2 separate regions of the Pan troglodytes genome follow, and region 2 is linked to region 1. A link is a contact called in public HiChIP or PLAC-seq data. All regions are on one chromosome and are shown on one strand. Each heading gives the region's core, a stretch centred on a gene start, on an enhancer-like site or on the middle of the called end of the contact. The rest is flanking DNA. Distances are from core to core; before and after follow the strand shown. Region 1 holds the start of CDIN1 (CDAN1 interacting nuclease 1). Region 2 holds the start of MEIS2 (Meis homeobox 2).

The links. HiChIP or PLAC-seq counts read pairs in DNA pulled down with a chosen protein or histone mark.
Region 2: a contact with region 1 is called in an H3K4me3 HiChIP or PLAC-seq map of stem cell-derived excitatory neurons, with 4 times the contacts expected there. The contact joins the promoter of MEIS2 here to the promoter of CDIN1 in region 1. A contact is called at or near these places in 1 of 7 Hi-C or Micro-C datasets (stem cell-derived neural progenitor cells) and 1 of 1 datasets of contacts at active chromatin or transcription factors (stem cell-derived excitatory neurons).

The regions. Positions count from the first base shown.
Region 1 is chr16:28,518,568-28,522,818 of NHGRI_mPanTro3-v2.0_pri, forward strand. It overlaps CDIN1 (CDAN1 interacting nuclease 1), which reads left to right and starts at 2,889. Exons shown (of 11, transcript XM_024349115.3): 1 at 2,889-3,983. The coding sequence starts at 3,589.
Region 2 is chr16:29,044,249-29,048,427 of NHGRI_mPanTro3-v2.0_pri, forward strand. MEIS2 (Meis homeobox 2) reads right to left here and starts at 2,455. Exons shown (of 13, transcript XM_063794694.1): 1 at 2,036-2,455.

The DNA.
Region 1 (4,251 bases), core at 1,639-4,138:
GTGAACAACAGTCTGTTTGAAAACATGACTGACTCTTTCCAAGGTCAAACATCCTCAACTCCTTTTACTCTGCCTAGAACTCTTTGCTCCAACCAGAATAACTTTCCCATGCATGTGACTGGCTCATTCCTACTTTTAGTCTTTTGTGTTAGTACCCTTCGTGAAATGACCTTTAGATGCCTTCCTGCCAAACTCCATACTCCTTTAAAGTTGTTCAACAGTCATGTCATCCAAAAATTGGCAGAAAGACATCTAGTTAAGTGATTCACTCTGGTCCATCCAGGACTATAGGTTCTTCCAGGGAGCTGTACTGGTCCCCAGTTTGACACGTTTTCTTGCTGATTTCCTCTACCTTTTCCATATTTTTAGATTCTTTCTCCCATTGAGGACATTCAGAATTAGAGAGGCTATCAGTTGCTAAAGGCCACACATTTTATGGCTGATTTTAAACAGGCAGCCTGTTCTTTGGGTTTTTAGTTTGGTGTTTTCATTTTGTGATTCTACTCCATTTAGTGGGGAAATGGTATTGCTGGCTGACTAAGAAACAGTGTGGAACTTCAGAAATGGAGAGGCAGCTCTAGAAGAAGTAACAGCAATAGATGAGGGGCATGGGATATGATGAGAGATGAGAGCAAGCTGGAGGAGGCTAAGGGAGGGAGAAAAGATGCCTCAGAGGAATAATCAGCTTATTCTAGCCATTTCACATTACAAGAAAAAAAAAACCTAAACAACAACAACTAGAAATTTTTGCTTTGCTTCTATTTTGTGCCTAATAAACAACACCAGTGTCACTGCCAATGAAAACAGCAACATAACTGTGGTTTTTTCCCAGCACTAATTCTAAACCATCTACTGGATTTGGGTCAAAATTATAAACTGCCAACATGTTAAAAATAAAAACAGAAAAACAAACCTGGCATTTTTCTGAAGGGTTGTGATGGTGAATGCAGGACAAGAGCCAGAGAGAAGAGCTGCTATAAAAATAACTGGTGTAACACACCAGGGCCTATTGGGGGGTTGGGGGTGAGGGGAGGGAACTTAGAGGACGAGTCAATAGGTGCAGCATACCACCATGGCACATGTATACCTATGGAACAAACCTGCACGTTCTGTACATGTATCCCGTTTTGTTTTTGTTTTTGTTTTAGAAGAAAAAAAAAACTGGTGCAAACATCCTTGAACTGCTGTTTTCTATAAAAATCTGATGGCTGTGAAGGAAAGAGTAAAGTTGGGAAGGGGAAAGGAATGAGGATCAAGTGGTGTCTGCTTATCGTCAGCTAGCTTTCATGTAAAAGTCATGGCAGGGTCAGCAACAAACTAGCCAGGTGGCAACTCCAGGCCACGCTGCCATAAATAAATAGTTATGTACTAATGTCACACAATCAGAGCTAGATGCAAAGCATATGGGAAGAAAACATTCTGATGTCAATATTCAGGAAAAACTATGGTTGTTAAATTCAGGATCCACTGTTGGTATTGGATTTTGAGATGCCTCAGAAAATTAAAAGTAGTGAAGTTTTTAAAAACCCAGGCTAAAAGATTCTTTGAAATGTACAATATTCCCTTTAATAAAAAATCCTTAACCTTTGGCTTAAGACAGTGTGACTATTTGATGTAGTAATTAAGCATTACTGAAAGTTGGCAAGAGCACTGACTCTGGAACCAAATTTCAGGAGTTTAAATCTTACTACTGCTACTTATCCTCATGACCTCTAGAAGTTCCTTAACCTTTTCATGTCTTAGTTTTTTCACTCTGTACAAAAGGGAAGAGGAGGATAACAGCAATAGTACCTGCCTCGCAGGAAGTTATGAGGATTAAGCGAGTCTGTGCATGGGGAGCCTGTAAAACAATACCTAGTAAACGCCCTGTCCATTTTTATCAAGTAGTCTTACTTAGCCTATTTATTTATGGCCAAAACCGCAGTTGCTTTTGCACCAACCTAATATTTCACATAGACTATCCTCTAGACACCGTGCTATATAATCTTTTATTTGTACCAGCCTATTAATCTTAAAAACAGCCCATGCCCGGGCAAAGTTGCTCATGCCTGTAATCCCAGTACTTTGGGAGGTAGAGGCTGGAGCATCACTTCCGGTCAGGAGTTTGAGACTAGCCTGGTCAATAAAGCGAGACTTCATCTCTAGAGAAAAATTTTAAAATTAGCCAGGTGTAGTGGCATGTGCCTGTAGTCCCAACTACTCGGGAGGCTGAGGTGGGAAGATTGCTGGAGCCCAGGAGTTCGAGGGTGCAGTGAGCCACAATGGAGCCACTGCACTCCAGCCTGGACGACAGAGTAAGACTCCATCTCTACATCAAACATACACAAATAAAACACCTCCATGAATTAAATCAGTTTTACAGACAAAAGAAATGAGGCTTCGATGGATTAAGGAATTTATTCAAGGAGGTATATCTAAAACTTCCAACCCAGGCATTATTCCAGATGAAAAATTTTAAACCACTTACAGGTTCTCTAAAGTCTAAGCACCTTTGCTTTCGTTTGCTTAAATTGTTGAAATCAGAAGAGAAACACAACACATGACCTTCTAAGAACCAAACAGATTTTAGAAAAGAGATTAAAGGAGGGACTGATATCCCAACAAATTGCTTTAGGAGAACTGAGATCCATTCATAATGCATATGGAAAACCAAAAAAGATTGGCTCATTACTCCAAACATTTATTGAGCGCCTACTATTTTCTGAGAACTGGGGTTACAATAAGATGCGATTTTAGACCTTGAGCAGCTAACTGCAAGGAGTGAAAGTGACTTTTTTTTTTTTTTTTTTTTTTTTTGAGACGGAGTCTCGCTGTCGCGCAGGCTGGAGTGCAGTGGCGCGATCTTGGCTCACTGCAAGCTCCGCCTCTCGGGTTCACGCCATTCTCCTGCCTCAGCCTCCTAAGTAGCTGGGACTACAGGCGCCCGCCACCACGCCCGGCTAATTTTTTGTATTTTTAGTAGAGACGGGGTTTCACCGTGTTAGCCAGGATGGTCTCGATCTCCTGACCTCGTGATCCGCCCGCCTCGGCCTCCGAAAGCGCTGGGATTACAGGCGTGAGCCACCGCGCCCGGCCGAAAGTGACATTCTTTACTGCCGGCTGTTTGATGACGTCGGATTTGTTTCAAGTCTGTTTCTCAACAAGGACAAAACTGTCTTCCACGCGATGTACAGAAGTTGTAGGGCTTCCTCAACACAAGCCAAACTATGTTTACAGCGACCCTAGTGAGTTTTCCTGCTCGGACCATGACAGACTTGGTAGAGTGAAGACATGGTTTCTCGGCAGGCCAGTCTACTCTCCGAGGAGCGCTCAAACTGGCGCGTTAAGAAGTGTATTCAAATCGCGCGCTCTGGCAGGGGCTTTCGGGGGCTCACGCTGAAGGATCGCGGGGCACTCGTGAGACCTGCCGCCTGGTCTGTGCGTCAGGCCGCCCTGGCTTCTAGTAATTGGGAGAGTACAAAGCATCCCTTGTTGATCCTTTGATCCTAGGTGGGCGATGCCCTGGATTCCTACCTGCCTACTGAAACTCTGGCGCGGCGCCTTTCCAAGGGCGGCCGCTACTTCCTGGTTGGTTTGCCCTTAACTGACATGGCGGCTAGTTGCCTTCGGCCGCAGCACTGCGGCTGCTCAGTAAGCCAAGCTCGGGCCCTCTGGTGTACAGCCCGTCCCCGCCGCGGAGGTGCCGGTGGAGCCTGGGACCGGGCGAGTCTCCGCCCCGCTTTTGCAGCTAGGGGTGTGTTTCAGGGGGGATTGGGGCAAGCCAAGCAGGCGAGGACCCGGGCCTGTGCCGCTTTGCCTACCCCTCATCCCTCGGCACCAAGGCTACTTGAGCCCCAGGGTGTTTTTTCCTTGTTCCCGCCACCTCTTGGTCCCTGGCCCAACATGATACTGACCAAAGCTCAGTACGACGAGATAGCCCAGTGCCTAGTGTCTGTGCCGCCTACCAGGCAGAGCCTGAGGAAGCTGAAGCAGAGGTTTCCCAGGTAAGTGTCCATCTCTCCCCTCTCACAGCCCTTTGCCTGCAGCAGCAGTGCCTGGGCCGCCCAGGCAGCGCTTAGGAACCACGTGTCACACATTGAGTGGGGAGGAACACCAGTGTCAGGCGTTAGGAGGTCGAGGTTGGCGAAAAAAGGTTTATTCTTTCACTCGCCTTCCACACAAAACTCTTAACGGTGAGTTCATGGCAGCCTCCCAAGGCCTTGCAATTAAATTCAAGTCAACAGATATTTATGGAAAACGTGGTACGTGCTA
Region 2 (4,179 bases), core at 1,205-3,704, 530 kb after region 1:
AGCGGAGGGTGGGGGGGCGAATAACGTGAAAGTTACCAGAAACATTATTTAGCAGCGGATTCCCTGCGTCCTTGTCAATTTCAGAGACAAAACAAGCAGCCCAGGCTAGTAGTCTAGGCGGCGGCGCAGCGGCTGCGGCAGCGCGGCCCCAGCGGCGGCCCCGGCGGCGGCTCCTACGCAGCCCGTGCCCGCCCCGAGCCGCGCGAGCCACGGCGGCAGCGGCGCAGCAGCGGCAGCAGGAGAACCGGGGGAATCGCGCTGCTGGGGTAAAAGCTGGAGCGAGGCGAAAGCGTGTAACGATTGCACACGCACACACACACACACCACTCACACGCACTCGCCGCCCGCCCGCTCGCACAGCGCTGGAACACGCGCGCCCAGACACGCACACACGCACGCACACACACTCGCACACACGCAGAGGCACGGGAGGGAAAGAAGCCGATGAATAATTTTGCTATTTTTTAAAATACTGGCCGCCATCATCAAGCAGCGACCAGCAGCAGAAGCGTTGAAGGGAGAGGAGGCATCGGGACAGGCCCCTCTTAGGAGAGGATTTATATCTAGGTAAGTGTTGGAGATTTAAACCTACCCTTTGCGCCATCAGTCTGCGCTCCAATAAACTCCTGGATGTGTCGTATATTTAATATCCCAGTCCGGATAAGAAAGTGATCTAGGCTGAAGATTCCTTTTTTTTTTTCCAAACCAAAGAGACTTCTCCCAATTCTCCAATATGCTATTTTTTAGGGGGGAAAAAAAGCCCAGTCTAGACAACGAAGAGTTTTTTTTTTTCTGTGATATTTCTTCTTTTTCTCTTTTTTCCTCTTCTTCCTCCTCCTCCTGATCTTCCTCCTCCTCCTCCACCTCCTCCTCCTCCCCCCTCCCCTCCTCCTCCTCTTCGGTCCTCCTTTCCCCCTCTTTCTCTTCTCTTCCCCTCAGTTGGAAAAAAAAAAAGAAAGAAAAGAAAAAGAAGAAAAAGAAGAAAAAAATTGTCAAGCCCCCGAACTGAAGGTTACGAGCGGCCCGTCAGCAGCCCACATGTAACCGAACTGTCGTGTTTCATGGCTTTTTGCCACTCCAGCTGTCAATCAAAGCCCGGAATGTCAAGGTAGTGAATGAATGATGGTTGATGATGATGAAGAGGAGGAATCTTTCAGACCCGTTTTTTTCTTCCAGTAAAACTCCGCGAGGGGTTTCTGCTTCTTGAATTTTTTCCTCCCCCCTCCCCCCTTTTTTAGCTTTGCCCCCGCGGTATCTATAATACGATCCTCTCTCTTTAAAGTATTGTTCAAAGAAAGCAGTGAGAAAAATCAAGAAAAAAAAATGAATAGTTTGCAAAAATTGGACTTCCTCCCCCCCTTTCCTGGTAGGTATTTTGTCTCTCCCTCTCTCTCTTTCTCGCTCGCTCGCTCGCTCTCACTCGCGCTCGCTCTCTCGCGCTCGCTCTCTCTCGCTCTCTTTCTCTCTCTGGGAGATGAGTGAGTGTCAGTAGGTGTTGGCAGGTTGGCTGCTGCCTGGCTTATTGAAGAGCCTCAGTTTGGCGGCGCGGGTCGGCGGCGGGAGAACGAAATGACGGAACCCGGAAGTCGTGGTGGCCATAGCCCGTCGTACGGCGGAGACACATCCCGGGAGTGGGGAGCGGGAGCGAGGAGGAGCGCGCCGCGCCGAGCCTCTGATATGCAACGAGTGCGATCGGACAGCCCCGGCTGGGGGGGTGGGGGAGGCGGGGGGGCGGGAGGGGGAGGGGAGGCTCGAGCCGGGCGGACCCGAGCAAATCAGCAAGCCTGCTCCTCCACGGGGATGGGGGACGGCGGGGGGGAGGAAAAGGAGAGTGTGTCTGTGTGTGTGAGTGTGTGTGTATGTGTGTGCGTGCGCGCGTGTGTGTTGCGCGCGCGCGCGCGCGAACAGGGAAAGAGGGAGAGGGGGAGAGAGAAGAGGACAGGGAGAGCGCAGAGAGGAAAACTGCAGAAAACCACAGGGAAAGTACGGTACCGCCTCAGATCTTTTCATTTAAAAAAAAAAAAAAAAAACTTACTTCTAGTTCATTTTCCCATCACTCCCGGCTCCTGCCTAACTGGGTCTTGCCGGGGACGTTTGGCATGGCGCTCTAGCTTTTGTTCCTTTTAATTCCGCGGCCTCCCTCTCCTCTGCCCGCCGATTACAGCACCCCGAAGGCTTCCTGCTAACGTCCAAGGGCAGCAAGCTCTGCAGACGGTACCACTGCCGGGCTAAATTTTTTATTAAGTGGCACTTTCTTTTCTGCGCAGATCCAGCAACCTTGTCAATACTCATTTTTTTCCAGGACCAGAAGAGACCAGCTTAACTCAGAGCACACTCCCTCCAAGCGGTGCGGACAAGGGGCCACCCCGAGAGTCTTTGGGGGCCGCGGCGGAATCGGGAGGGAGGAAGTGAGGAGGCAGTCATCTGGGTCCGATGTAGCCAAGGGCGTGTGTGTGTGTGTGTGTGTGTGTGTGTGTGTGCGCGCGCGCCCGTGCGCGCGCGCGACTAGTGTGCGTCTCCAAAGTGGATCTCACTCAGAGCTGGGAAGCACAGGAGGAAAAGACGGAGAGAGTAGGGGAGAAAGAAGTTGCAGGGCGAGGAGGAGTGGCCGGCGCTCACAGCCCAGCTTTGTTGTGGTCGCCCGAGGCGCAGCGGCGGGCCGCGGTAACGCCTGCTAATGGCTGTGTTAATTACACAGGGGCGATTTCGCGGGGTCAGGGAGATGGGGCCAGCTCCGAAAGAACTTTTCCAAAAAGGAAAAGGAAAGGAAGGGAACTACCCCACACCGTTTGGGTGGAAACTATTTGTGGCCGGTGCCTTGTCCTCCCTGGCCCAAGCTGCACCAGGCTTCACCTCTGCGCGGCTGGTTTCCCGGCGGCCGCGCGTCAATCACTACGAGCCCGGAGTTGGGGGCGGAGCCACGGTCACCCAGCGCAAGCCTTGCAGCCCAGCAGCCCTCGTGCCCCTCGGCCCCTTGTGGCGCGGCCGGGCGGACAGGCGCTGGAAGCGCGTCCTCTCCCCAACTTCTCGCTCTCGCCCTCCCAGTCCCTGGCCCAGAGAGTGGAAAGCGGACTGTTGTTCTCCAACGGCCGCATCCCTCCCCAACTTTGAACCCATTCTGGGAAGTGGAGAGTAGAGTGTCTTCCGCGAGCCGCGTCTATCCGACTTTCCCGCGGAGGGAGGGTGGGATGGGGGAGGTTGATTAGAGAGAATAAAGTACTCTGTGTGTGTGTGTGTGTGTGTGTGTGTGTGAGAGAGAGAGAGAGAGAGAGAGCGCGAGAGAGCGCGGGGAGGAGGGCGGGTGGGAGGGCTCTTTTTTTTGGCCCCCGTTCCATGTTCCCTGCTTCACTGTAAGCTTTCGAGCAACAGAAACTAGGCTAAGATTGCAGCCTGCAGAGACTCCAAGCGGAGTCGGAGAAATTTGGCCTCGTTTTAATAGGGCTGAGGAATGAACTCCGGAGGTCAATAAAGCCCTCCAAAAATGATGAATGATTGAGCACCTGTGATGATGATAGTGATTACCAGAGCAATTAAACAGTTTGATTAAATGAGCCATCATAACAATGATGTCTGCGGGAAATCGGCCCTCACATATAAAGAAAGATAGTGCGAAGGGGCTGGCAGAGGCGCGGATAGCGCGACGCCACGGAGAGGGGCTGCGGGCCGCGCGGTTTCTGCCCAATGGCCCGAGCAGGGACGGCCGGACTCACGGAGCTTCAGGGCGGAGAGTGTAGCCCAGGTTTTCAGCCACTCTTTTTTGCCGGGCTTCAAGCCTGCTAGAGCCTACGGGTAGGAAATCTGAAGGTTGGGGGGAGGGTACTTCCTCCACGTCCTCTTTTTTTTCCTAGAAGAACTCCAAGATTAAAAGTATCCTTATTTGTTGCTGAGTTGCTCGTCGACATTTAAGAGAAGGTGAGTAAAAAAGAAAAGAAGATGAAAGAGAAAAGAAAAAGTTGGTCTCCAGAATTTTATTTCAATCGACAGTTACGCGAATTCAGTTTAGCCGGGACCGGGAGGTTTGAGAATGCGGCGGGGTGGGGAGGGGAAAAAACAACAGTCTGCTCTCGCTGCGGAGCGTTTTCGACTTTGCAAAGCTGTTGATGTTGGTGGGTCCAAGTTCCCGGTGCAGCGCCGCTGGCTGAGAAGTTTGTACTCAGTTTTTACTCTTCTAATTATTCT